Linked DNA regions of Mus musculus: region 1 is linked to region 2. Evidence: chromatin contacts called from public HiChIP or PLAC-seq data. All regions are on one chromosome and are shown on one strand. Each heading gives the region's core, a stretch centred on a gene start, on an enhancer-like site or on the middle of the called end of the contact. The rest is flanking DNA. Distances are from core to core; before and after follow the strand shown.

Evidence for each region. HiChIP or PLAC-seq counts read pairs in DNA pulled down with a chosen protein or histone mark.
Region 1: a contact with region 2 is called in an H3K4me3 HiChIP or PLAC-seq map of bone marrow-derived macrophages, with 2.5 times the contacts expected there. The contact joins two enhancer-like sites. A contact is called at or near these places in 1 of 115 datasets of contacts at active chromatin or transcription factors (bone marrow-derived macrophages) and 1 of 9 other capture datasets (adipose tissue).

Annotation. Positions count from the first base shown.
Region 1 is chr14:33,398,388-33,403,975 of GRCm38.p6, reverse strand. It overlaps Mapk8 (mitogen-activated protein kinase 8), which reads left to right. Exons shown (of 12, transcript NM_001310454.1): 4 at 1,053-1,111; 5 at 1,214-1,352. Among named protein-coding and RNA genes, the nearest start is that of Mapk8, 46 kb to the left of the region's middle. Within about 2 kb of position 3,720, at least 26 of the 459 cell types and tissues checked have an H3K27ac peak or open chromatin away from gene starts, as enhancers often do. A contact at or near this core is called in bone marrow-derived macrophages, where this site is marked.
Region 2 is chr14:33,242,663-33,248,878 of GRCm38.p6, reverse strand. All of the region lies in intron 2 of Arhgap22 (Rho GTPase activating protein 22), which reads right to left. Among named protein-coding and RNA genes, the nearest start is that of Gm41130, 14 kb to the right of the region's middle. Within about 2 kb of position 3,733, at least 26 of the 459 cell types and tissues checked have an H3K27ac peak or open chromatin away from gene starts, as enhancers often do. A contact at or near this core is called in bone marrow-derived macrophages, where this site is marked.

The DNA.
Region 1 (5,588 bases), core at 2,471-4,970, 160 kb before region 2:
TCTTGAAGAAAAAGACAAATATTATGTAAGAATAATATAGACATAAAAAGAAAAGGTTAAGGACAGCAGTGAGACATACAACATAGATGAAATAGTGTATTTGACTGGCCCTGGCTCAGCAGTTCAGAGTACTTGCTGTTCTTGCAGCGGACCTGAATTTGAGTCCTAACATCCACACAGTGGCTTGCAACTGTCCTTTGTGATCTAGCACCCATTTCTCATCTCCACAACACCAAATATCCACAGTGCACATATATATATATATTTTCAGACAAAACACTCATATATACAAAATAGAAACAGACCTTCAAAAAAAAGAAAAAAGAAAAAGAAAATGGCCCAGTAAAGTGTCACTAAAACCAAGAGAAAGGAAAGGACTGTGATTCCATAGAACTGCTGAGTTGTATAAGAATTAGTAGAAAGTACTTAATATTTGTTGACAAATTATGTAGGTATTTATAATAAAATGAGAACTTGATAGAGTATTCATAAATAGAAATTGTTATGTGAAACCCTTTGGTTGACTTACTGGTTTCTAAGACTTTTGAGGCAGTTTCATAGCAAACTTGAAAGAAAGATAGAAGCTTGCACATATCCCCTGCCTCAGCACCCTCAAAATCAGTAGACACCACCTGGGTTGTACATTTACATACGTTCTTTTTTGTTTCCAGTGCTAGGAAATGTACCCAGAGTCTCTGTGTGCCTAGTAAACATGACCACTGAAGTGTACTCTCAGCCCTAAGGTTCACTTGGTTTAAGAGAGCCTATGAGCTTGAACAAGTGTGGTATTTTTCTGTTTCCCCACCTTTATACTACTCATTTTTATTTGTCCAAAAGATCTTCTGGCCTGATCTTTTTCTTTTTCTTTTTTTTTTTTTTTTTCTGTTCTCCCTAGCAATGAAATTTTAATAAATAAGTTTACTTGTGCTTTGGGTATAAAACTGGAATGATTTTAAACTGATAGTGAATTGTTGTAACATATGTATTTTCAATTCCCAAATGAAGTATTAGAAAGTAGTTTCTAATGTTTTTATTTCTTTGCTTTGCCACAGATAATTGGCCTTTTGAATGTTTTCACACCACAGAAATCCCTAGAAGAATTTCAAGATGTGTAAGTGTGGTAACTAAAATGCTGTTAATACAAAGTTTTGCTAGTGCCTATCTGTAGATCGTTGCTATACACTTTAGCTGTCATCTTTTTCTACCCATGAAGTTACATAGTCATGGAGCTCATGGATGCAAATCTTTGCCAAGTGATTCAGATGGAGTTAGATCATGAAAGAATGTCCTACCTTCTCTATCAAATGCTGTGTGGAATCAAGCACCTTCACTCTGCTGGAATTATTCATCGGGTTAGTAGAAATATATCACCATGTTCTTTTCTAAGGATTTTTTTTTAATTTTGTGTATTTTGCTTGCATGTATTTAAAGTGCACAACATGCATGCAGTGCCTGCAGAGTCCAGAAGAGGGCATCATATCTACTGAAACAGGAGCTATAGACAATTGTGAGCTGCCATGTGGGTACTGGGAACCAAACCTCAGTCCTCTGCAAGAGCAGCAAGTGCTCTGAACTGTTGAGCCATCTCTGCAGCCCACCATGATCTTTCCTTTTCAATCATTGAAGTGAAATTCACAAAACAAATTACGACCTGAAGTATTGAGTAGCATTTAGTCCATGCATTAGTGTTGTACAATCACCATCTATGTCAAATTCTAAAACTTTCATCAGCCTTTCTCTAGTGAAGACTACATCCCTAAAATTGTCACTCTTCATTTTGTCTCTCTTCTCAGAGCCTGTTAATTCAGGACAATGGATTTACCTGTCCTAGATACCTCATATAAATGTAATAATATACTATATGGCCTTTGTGTCAGGCTCCTTTGACTTAGTGTAATGTTTTTGTGGTGTCTATGCTGTATCATATATTAGTATTTACTTTTATGAATGGATAATATTCCATATATCATATTCTACAGATAATTTTTGTTTTACTACCTTTCAGTTAAATACTATCTTGCTATGAAAATTCATGTACAAGTATTTATTTGCTCTTTGTTCTTTAGTCTTTCAGGGTAGGATTGCTGAATCATGTGGTATTCACGTTTTAAGGAACCATGAAACTGTTTTTCAAATTTTACATCCCCAGAATCCATATATAATTGTACAGTTTTCCTGCAGCATTGCCAGTATTTAGTACCTGACCGCTTTATTTTAGTCATCACAGTGGCTATGAAGTGGTATTTTATTGGGCTTTTGATACACATTTTCCTAGTGGCTAATAATGGTTATTTTAATAACTTTTCTATTGCCATGACAAAACATCATGACCAAGGCAAGTTATAGAAGAGTTTACTGGGGGCTTACAGTTTCAAAGGGAAGTCCATAACTGTCAGGGTGAGGAGCATGGCAACAGGCAGGCAGGCAGCAGTAGCCCAGAGCTTCCTCTACTAACAGCAACACAGAGAAAGCTACCTTGACTGATGGGAGCTTTTGCAACCTCAAAGCCACCTTCAATAACACACTCTTCCCAAACGGTTTTACCAACTGGGAGCACAGTATTCAAGCATATGAGCCCATGAGGGCCATTCTTTTTCATGCTACCAAAGGAGTCAAGAATCTCCTCATTTGTTGGCCATTTCTATGTTATTGAAAAACATGTATTTTTTAAGCCCTTGTTTCTAAGTTGTTTGCGTCTTTGTTAAATTTACAGATTTGTGTGTGTGTGTGTGTGTGTGTGTGTGTGTGTGTGTGTATTTTTTAAGCCCTTGTTTCTAAGTTGTTTGCGTCTTTGTTAAATTTACAGATTTGTGTGTGTGTGTGTGTGTGTGTGTGTGTGTGTATTCCAGTTCTATATATACAAAACCATTACCAGACATAATTTAAAATCTGTAGATTGTTTTCACTTTGCTAATGATGTGTTAATTAATATGTAAGTGGTTTTAATTTTTATGAAATATCAAATATTTGTTGTTTTATGTGGTCTTGTGTCTTGCACAAGAATCTACTGCCAAATTGAGGTCATAAAAATTCAACATTGCCTCTTTTTGTAAATTTTTGGTCCATTTTGAACTTATGTTTTGTATATGGTGTAGTGCAAGACTTATCTTCACTCTCCCATGTTTAGAAATCCAGTTGCCCAAGCTCTCAGGTTGTATTGGTGCCTTAGGGAATCCAGCTGACTGCCAGTTCTCTATAATTAGACTCTATGTCTGTCTCTATATTAGAATCACAGTTTTATGAAGTTTATTATTTTTAAGTGTATGTGTGATCATGTGGGTATGGGACCCATGGAGTCCAGAGGTGGTAGGATCCCCTGGAGCTGGATTTACAGGATTTAATGAGCTGTCATTTGGATGGTAGAGGCCAAACCCAGGTCATCTTCAAGGCTTAGCTGCTGAGCCATCTGTCCAGCTATACCAGTTACACATGTAACTCTGTACTGCTTTGAAATGGGATACTATGAATCCTGTGTCCTTTCTTAGTAGTTTTAAAAACAGCTTTAAGTGTATAGGAATTTGGAGATTAGCTTTTTCACATCTACAGGGGAAAAAAAAGCCAACGGACTTTGGACAATGAATCCATTAAATCTAAAGAATGAGTTGGTTGGTGGTTTTATCACTTGTCTTGAGGGCTTTGTAAGCATAAGATCTTCCCATTTCCTAAGCTGTGTTAGTCTGTAGTGCTATGAGTTGGGTAGCTGAAACAGCAGGAGTTATTTTCTCACAGCTCTCAGGATCCGAAACTTTGTGGTTTTGGTGAGGTCCATAAGCACTCTCTGTAGCTTCCTTCATGTGGTTTTTCCTTTGTCAGAGAGCAGCATGTGTTCTTTCTGACCTCCGCTTATGTGCTCATAAACACTGATTTTTTTTTTTTTTAAGATCATGTCATTTGCACCATAGTTTTACTTCTATTCAATTTGGCCACCTTCCCCCATCTCCCAGCTGCCCTAGCTAGAGCTTACGGTAAAATCTTAGAGAACAGTAGTGAAAATAGTCATTTGAGTCTTGCTTGTTGTAATAGGGAAAGCTTTTCATCGTTCACCAGTGTATTTTTCTGTTTCTCATTGTTGTAACAAAGACCTAACGCAAGGTACACGCATGCAGGCTCAAGGGTCCCAGAATTACCTGAGTTTAGACCATCTGGTTACAAATTGCCAATTCTACCATGGTCCTAACTGAATGGTAAGAGTCAGAACCAGCCAAAGAAAGAGGCTTTATGGAAGTCTGGCTCCAGCATAGAGTTTTTAGTTGTTTTGTTGGCTATAGAGTATGACAATACTGTGTCACTAGCAAGGGGCGCTCACCCAGACTCTTCTAGGTATTTTATTTGGTCACTATAACATACCACTTCCCTTAGTAGGCAAGAATCATTCCTGATTCATGCTAATACATTGAATCTCCATTTCCTCTAAAGGTTGAGATTGTTGCAAGCCAAAGCCCTTATCATAAATTATCTTGTTAGGTTATCATGGTCAAAACCTCCACATTAACGGGACAGTTCGTCAACAGGATATTCCAAGTGTTGCCATTACCTGTAATTTAGGGCAAAGACCAGACCTCTTTCTATAGAAGATGAATGAATTCTTCTCCATTTATCGTCTATTCCTTATTTACTTATTTTTGTCATTAAGGAGTATTAAACTTAGCCAGAGGTTTTATGCACCAATTTAAATTACTGTGTATGTTGCTTCCCTTAACTGTTGTACTGCATTGATAGATTTTTTTATATTTAGCGTCCTCTTTATTCCTGGGATAGATCCCATTTGGACATGGTATATATAATCTTTCCAGTATATTATTGGAACTGATATGCTAGTATTTCTGTTGGAGTTTTTTACCCTTGGATTCATTACTGATTTCATTTGTAGTTTGTTTGTAAAGATGGTTTTAATCATACTTTGGTATCAGGAGTTTCCTAATCTCAGTGAAAGTTAAGATGCGTTCCTTCCTCTCTTGTTTCTTAGCTGCTTTTGCTCATTTAGAAGATTTTAGGAAATAAAGTATGGCTGAAGAAATGTTCTTAAAGCAATAAAGTTGAGCTAGCAGTAGATATACTGAGAGGTCTGTTGGTGTGGTGACCTGTATCTTAGGCTGGACAATGTGCGAAACTAGGGTGGAGCTATACATGTAAGAAGCTTATTAGAGAGTTCCATTAAGATCAGTATCTATTACAAAGTAAAAGTGGACAAAGGGAGAAATTACATTGGCTACATTTATTTCAAAAGCCTCAGCTGGTGGCTCCCATTTAACCTCTGCACTGAAAACAGGTCCTTGCTGGAGGAGTTTCCTAAAGGTCACCAGCAGCCGTCCCTCTTGGGCAATGGAAGAGTAATTGTCTGAGCCAGGGTCTGAGCAGATATCACAGAGCCTATTGAAGCCACTCCTTGAGTCACTCTTCCCATTGTCTTAGGGTACTAATGTCTGGCTGTTCCTGTCGAATATTTTCTGACTTTTTCTGAAGCAATTACCAAAAATTTTGACATAACTAGCTGTCAGTTTTGCATTTAGTCCTCACAGCACCCCCATCCTCGGTTCACCTTAACTGTGCCATTCTGTGATTACTCACTTGGTTTAAGAAGCAATCTA
Region 2 (6,216 bases), core at 2,484-4,983:
TTCTTCAAGTCTTAGCTCACTCCTCAGATCGAGGCGTAGGTATCCTGACATGGTGTCCAAGGCCTTTCACAGTCTGTCATGCCTTCCCCTCTGTCCCATGCCTTGCTGCCAAACTTGGCCATAATCTAGAGAAGTTCCTCCTGCAGTGCTCTGTATGGGTCACATGAGGTCCCATGTGTCCCCTTTCATATGCCGTGTGTCCCCTGCTCCCACTGCCTGTACCTCTGCCTCTGGAAACTTCTCGCACATTGCTCCAGCATCACAGGCCTTGCTATGCTTTTAGCACATGCCTGTGAAACTCTCCATCCTACCAGTTGAGAGAGACACTGAGCACTTTCCCTGAGCCCTTGCACACCTTCCTAGGACTGGCCTTCCTGCCCTCCCAGCCATGAGCCCCAAACTACCTCATAAAAAGCCCTATGCATAGAGGATGGGGAGATGGCCTAGTGGGTAAAATGCCTATCATGCAAGCACAAGGACAAGAGTCTGGATCATAAGAGCCCACGCAAATCCTGCATAGACATATCAGTGTGCCTGTAAGTCTAGTGCTTAGAGGTAGAGATAGGGAATTCTGGCAACCAGCTAGTTAGCTAGACTAGTTGGTAAGCTCTGAGTTCAAGTGAGAGAGCCTGCTTCAATATAGTAATTGGAGAGTGAAGACAGCCAATGTTAGGGTAACCTCTACCATGTGCACTCAAGAACATATGTGTATCCACATCTATGGGAATGCATACACATACATGTGCACTAAACAAACACATGTGCACACACGCATATATACACACATGAAAGACTATGAATGGACAGATCAGGAACACCATTGCAGAGCCCCTCTCCTTTAAGACCAAGTACAACCCAGATCAGGCTAGGACAGAGTCCACCCAGGAAGGATGAGAGAATACGGAGCTGGACAATTCACATGTTGACAGCAGGGTCACAGGGCAAGTCCCGTGGCCAGTGACAGCATCTTGAGCAATCCGGAAACCATCTGTGAGTAATGCAGCCTGGCCAGTGTCCCCCTGAGCCAGGCCAGCGAATGCCAGAGCCTCGGCCCAGGGCTACTCACGATTGTTTTGCTTAAGAAACCGCCTCCGGGAGCTTTTCCTGTGCAGCTGCTTCCCCGGGACTTCAAGTCATTGCCGGCTCTCATTGCCTGCTTCTCTGGCCACTAGAGTCTGAGGAACAAAACCACAGGCTCTGGGCTCAGGCTCAGACTCAGGAGGCAAGTCTGAAAGGGCCGGGGCTGATGTGATTGGGACCATGGGCTCAATGGGTGGAGAGCAAAGTGGCAGCTCTTTCATTCTCTTGACCTGACTCCAGACTCTTCCTAGTCCTTCTGATGCAGGATTCACAGGCGGCAGCTGGAAGGGGGTGTGTTGCCTCAGCAAGAAGCAGTGGACCCTGGAAGTCTCTGGATCCTTTCAGGGCTAGAGGGTGCCGGTGAGGGCAAGAATGAGGCTAAGGGATTTGTTGAATGTGAAGACTCTGAATAGCTTGTATTTGAGTAAGCAGTGTTATTCCTCTAGGTGCAAGCTAAGATCTGCAAAGGAAGTAACTTGGAGTCTGGGAGGCCTCTGCCCTCGCCCTCCCCACCACCCCTAGCTCTGTCTCACAGTGTGGCCCTTACCCCACCCCCACCCCAAACATTGTGATCCCACTGGCTCAACTCTGCCTCTGCACCTCTCCCACGTCACATCATTCAGCATTTTCTAAGTTCAGCTGTGGAGCAGACCCTGAAGGGTGTGAGGGGACTGAAAGGAGCAGAACTCTCCAGAAACACCTGTTAAAAGCACATTTGTTGATGGAATACCCGCCCAGCAACACATTCAGCCCAGAGCCAGGGCATTTCATTACTGTGGCTCTCTCCCTTGGCTGCACCCTGCAGACTTTGCAGAACAGTGCCTGCATACCTCACTACTGCTTTTCTTAACCAGCATGGGATGCACAGCCATCCTTAGGCTTGCGAGATTGTGACCTCTATGTAGCCAGGGGATGGAACCATTGCCCCACATGCCTGGGACCAAGGCTGCCAAGGGGTCTTTGCCTGTGGCTGTCCTAAGGGAGAGGCCTTATTATGGAGAGATACATGTGTCAATCATTTATTCAGCCAAAAAGAACCCCATGCACTAATGAGAAAGAAATTCCTTGTGCTCTGGTGCTGTTGTATAATCCGTGCAGTGCGCAGAAGTATCCAGTAGAGGGCGTGGGGTTGGGTTTGGGCTGGGCCAGCAAGCTTTTAGAGTAGAAGCAAGGAGGGGGAACTTTTCTCTAATTTTCACAAAGAGGCCAGATGGACAGTGGATCCCTGTTTCCTGTCTCCAGAAGCTTCTGGACTTGCGGCAGAAGCACGCCCGTGCAAAGGCCAATGTGGAAGCGATGCTGACCTGGCTCTCCAACGTCTGTCCCCAGCACCTCTGCTCCCTGCCAGGCTGCTGAGAGTAGCCTCTGTTCCCTGCTGTGAGGAGGCTGCTGCCACCTCCTTAGCCTGTCACTCAGCCAGGCCATCACAACTAACTTTCCAGCTGCCTATCTAGTGGGGTCCCAGCTAGCTAGCTGGCGTAAATATGTAAGGAAGCTGATGGTTAAATTTTTAGTAAGTTTGCAAAGCCAACAGTTTAAGACATACACTCTCAGGAATTGAACAGTATAAACCTGTAATTGAGTAAATTGTGTTACAAAACTTATCACTTCCTAATCTAGTTAAGTCACCCATATGGACATACTATATTTTCCCATTATCATGTGAAGGGGGCGGGTCTGATGCTAAGGTCCTGTTCCCCATTTGGTTCTTGATTTGTCCGTAAAGAAAGCAGGAGCCAATTGTTGGGTGGAAGGTACAGATGGGACTTCCAGGTTCCAGGAGGAAAATGAGATGCAAAGAAGGGAGAGGGGTGTTTTTTGCCATGCTTTGGAGGAAGAAGAAAGCAACAACCATGTGAAGTCTCGGAGGGAGCCTGTGGCCTCCACTGCAGGCAGGTGGTCATGGATGTTTGGCAGGGCCTAGGAGGGACTAGCCACTGAAGTTTAGGGCAAGTGGAGAGACAGATAATAAATTGGTAAGGGCATGCTTTTCCAGGAGGGAGACAGTAATGCCCAACAATTGTGCCAAGAAGGCAATTGTAAAGGAACAAACTGTGTGTGTCTTTTATCCACAGATTTGAAAGAAGCTAGAAGGGGGCTGGTAGTGTGGTCACCTCCCGGAAGAGTGAAGGCAGTAGAGCAAAAGGATGCTGGGTGGGGTCTGGTAGTAAGGCTGGTCCTGGCGGTAGCATAAAACTACCCCCAACAGCCATGTGGATCTCGTTAAGTTCAGTGCTATTATTCGAGGAGTACTCACAGCATGGAAGTCAGGTAGCACTAATCCAGAGCCCAGGAATCACCTCTCTCTTCACATCCCTCTGATCCAAGCCAGAGGTGCCTAGGGACCTGGTCTAAGATAGGGAATAGACTCCTCCTGCCCAAATGGGTACATTTCTGCCCCCTTCTCTACAACCCACACCATGTGATCCAGCCAGTGTGGGGCCAGTGTGGGGCCCCTGCTCTGAATGGAGAATGCTAGGTCTCTATCCAAATCAGTCCTCTCCTTCCTCATGGATGCTCTGAGGTTTCAAGCTCAATTGCATTTTCTGGCCACCTAGGATCAGGGCACCTTAGAAGGTGGTAAGGGCCATGCAGTCTGAGTCCCAAACAGCTGTGTGGAGCCGAGCTCTCACTGCTAGCCTGGAAACATTCCACTTGGGTATGGAAAGCAGAAGTGACTGGTCATCATGGGGACCATTACATGGCTGGTCCTCTCTGTTACCACAGTCAACTTTCTATTGGATCTGTGGTTTTATCTGGCCTTTGCCTGTGAAAGTGTGAAACGTCCTCCAGGGTCAGCACATTGTTCATGAATATGACTAGAGTGGATCACCCATCCTTAAGGCTCCAGGGACCTTCCTCTACAAGACCTGGATGTGTGTGTGTGTGTGTGTGTGTGTGTGTGTGTGTGTGTGTGTGAGAGAGAGAGAGAGAGAGAGAGAGAGAGAGAGAGAGAGAGAGAGAGACTGGAAATAGACTATGAACTCTTGCTGACTCTCTTCTATAATTAAATACCAACTTCACACACATCGTCAGCCTGGACTAATGCTCTCTGCCAAGTCTGTCACGGCCTTAATAAGGACAGAATGATATGATTCCTGCCCCTGGGACAGGGCCAGCAGGTGTGGGCCTGTTGATGGCTGTTGTGTGTGTAAGGCTTGTTTGTATAAGAATGTACGTATTTTAGTTCCTCCTTCAAGGAATGTCCTCCCTATTAACACTAATGACTCCATGATAATCAGAAAAAGCATGAGTCTGGGAGGCTAAAGTCTCAGCAAAATGGTAAATGATGGGACCTTCAGGACAGCCCTTAAGGCTGTGGAAAAGAACTCTAAAATCATGGGTTCAAAAATATATAATTTCTCAAAAAAAAAGTAAGGATGCCATGTGAGTTATATGAGAGTCCTCACGAATCTAAAGGAACGAAATCAGCTGTGCTGAGAGGCCCCTTGTCAGGAAGCTCCAAGGAAGGAGAGAGAGAGAGAGAGATCCAGGGGACCTCAGGAGATCCTCAGCTAAATTCTTTGTTTCTGCTTACAAAGGCAGACAGATTCCTAGGTTCAGGACCATCCTGTGACAGAGCTAGGTTGGGCCCAGGTGTGGTAGAAATGGTCATTTCAGGATGGGGTCCCAACCAGCTAGTTATCACCTGTGCTTAACAAAGGCAGACAGATCTCTGAATTCTTTTGCAATGTTAAAAGAAAATGTGTGGTTGCTGTTTTCTAAAAATTAAGGGGCTGGGTTCACAGGATGATGATTCATAGAATAATCAAAAGGAAACCTGGAGTAAATGACTGGAGTGATACGTAAAATATCAGACTGGGCTTATGATCTACAAGAGATGAGCTATCCAGAGAACTTTTTAGAAGAAAAAGAGAGAACTGCTTGGAGAACTGTCTTGAGCAGAAAAATATATATAGAAAGAGAGCTGTCTGGAGATCTCCAGAGAAAGCAGGAGAGAGAGAGAGAGAGAGAGAGAGAGAGAGAGAGAGAGAGAGAGAGAGAGAGAGAGGGAGGGAGGGAGGGAGAGAGAGAGAGAGAGAGAGAGAGAGAGAGAGAGAGAGAGAGAGAGAGAGAGAGCAATCTGGAAAGCTGTCTCAAGCGGAGCATAGGTTGTTAGCTTGAATCCACGATTTGACTTCAGTTTGGTTGTTTTGCTGTTCCAGACACCCCTTCCTCAGAACCCTTCTCCAAGTCAAGGCTGGTCCTTGGCAGCACTCTTTCTAAATCTTTAAATTGTGAAATTTTGTGGGATTCAAAGGTCAACTTTTGTGCTACTTTGGTGTCTATGGGCACATCCTCTATCTGTGTCACCACCGGGAGGGTGGCCACTGCAGGAGCCTACTCCAGAGGGGCAGGCCTTTCTCCCTGACCACAATCCTGTCATCACTGATCTTTTTATTAGTGTTGTCCACGTGTTGCAGCTCATGGTGCATACTGTCATCCATAGCCAGGCCCCTGGGGAGGATCCAGAGTCCTAGATTTCCACTTTTCATGGAGTGGTCTATTTTGTGTCTTGTTATCCATGTCAGGATAATGATACAGACTCTAAAAATCACACATTGAAAAACCACCCATATATACCAGACCAGGCCAAGAGGAAGAAGCCCAGAGCAGGGAGGCTTGCTTACAAAGCCCCGAAGTTATACTGATTGATTGTCAGTGTCAACTTGGAATGACCTAGGAGACGTCCATCCATCTGGGCACACCTATGGTTGTGTTTCCAGAGAGGATAAACTGAGGAAGGAGGATGGACTCTGAGTATGGGCTACTCTATCTCATGAGCTGGGACCCCAGACTGAATAAGAAGGAAAAAAGGAGGATGCAAGCGTGTGTTAGCTTTCATCTCTCTGTTGCCCGATCCACCCAGATGTAAGCAGACTGCCTCTAACCACCATGGCTTCTCTGGCACAATGGATTGTCTCTTCAAATTGTGAGTCAAAATAACCCCCTCCTCCCTTAAGTCGCCTTTCTTTGGGTACTTTGTCCCAGCGATGAGAAATTGTAGCTGATGCAACTTGACCTCAGTCCTGGTGACACCTGTATTCTTATTCCCCAGGAGAGGAGCTTAGGTGAACCAATCTGGTTGAGACACAATAGCTTGTCACATGTCAACTTCATCTTCACAGGAGCATC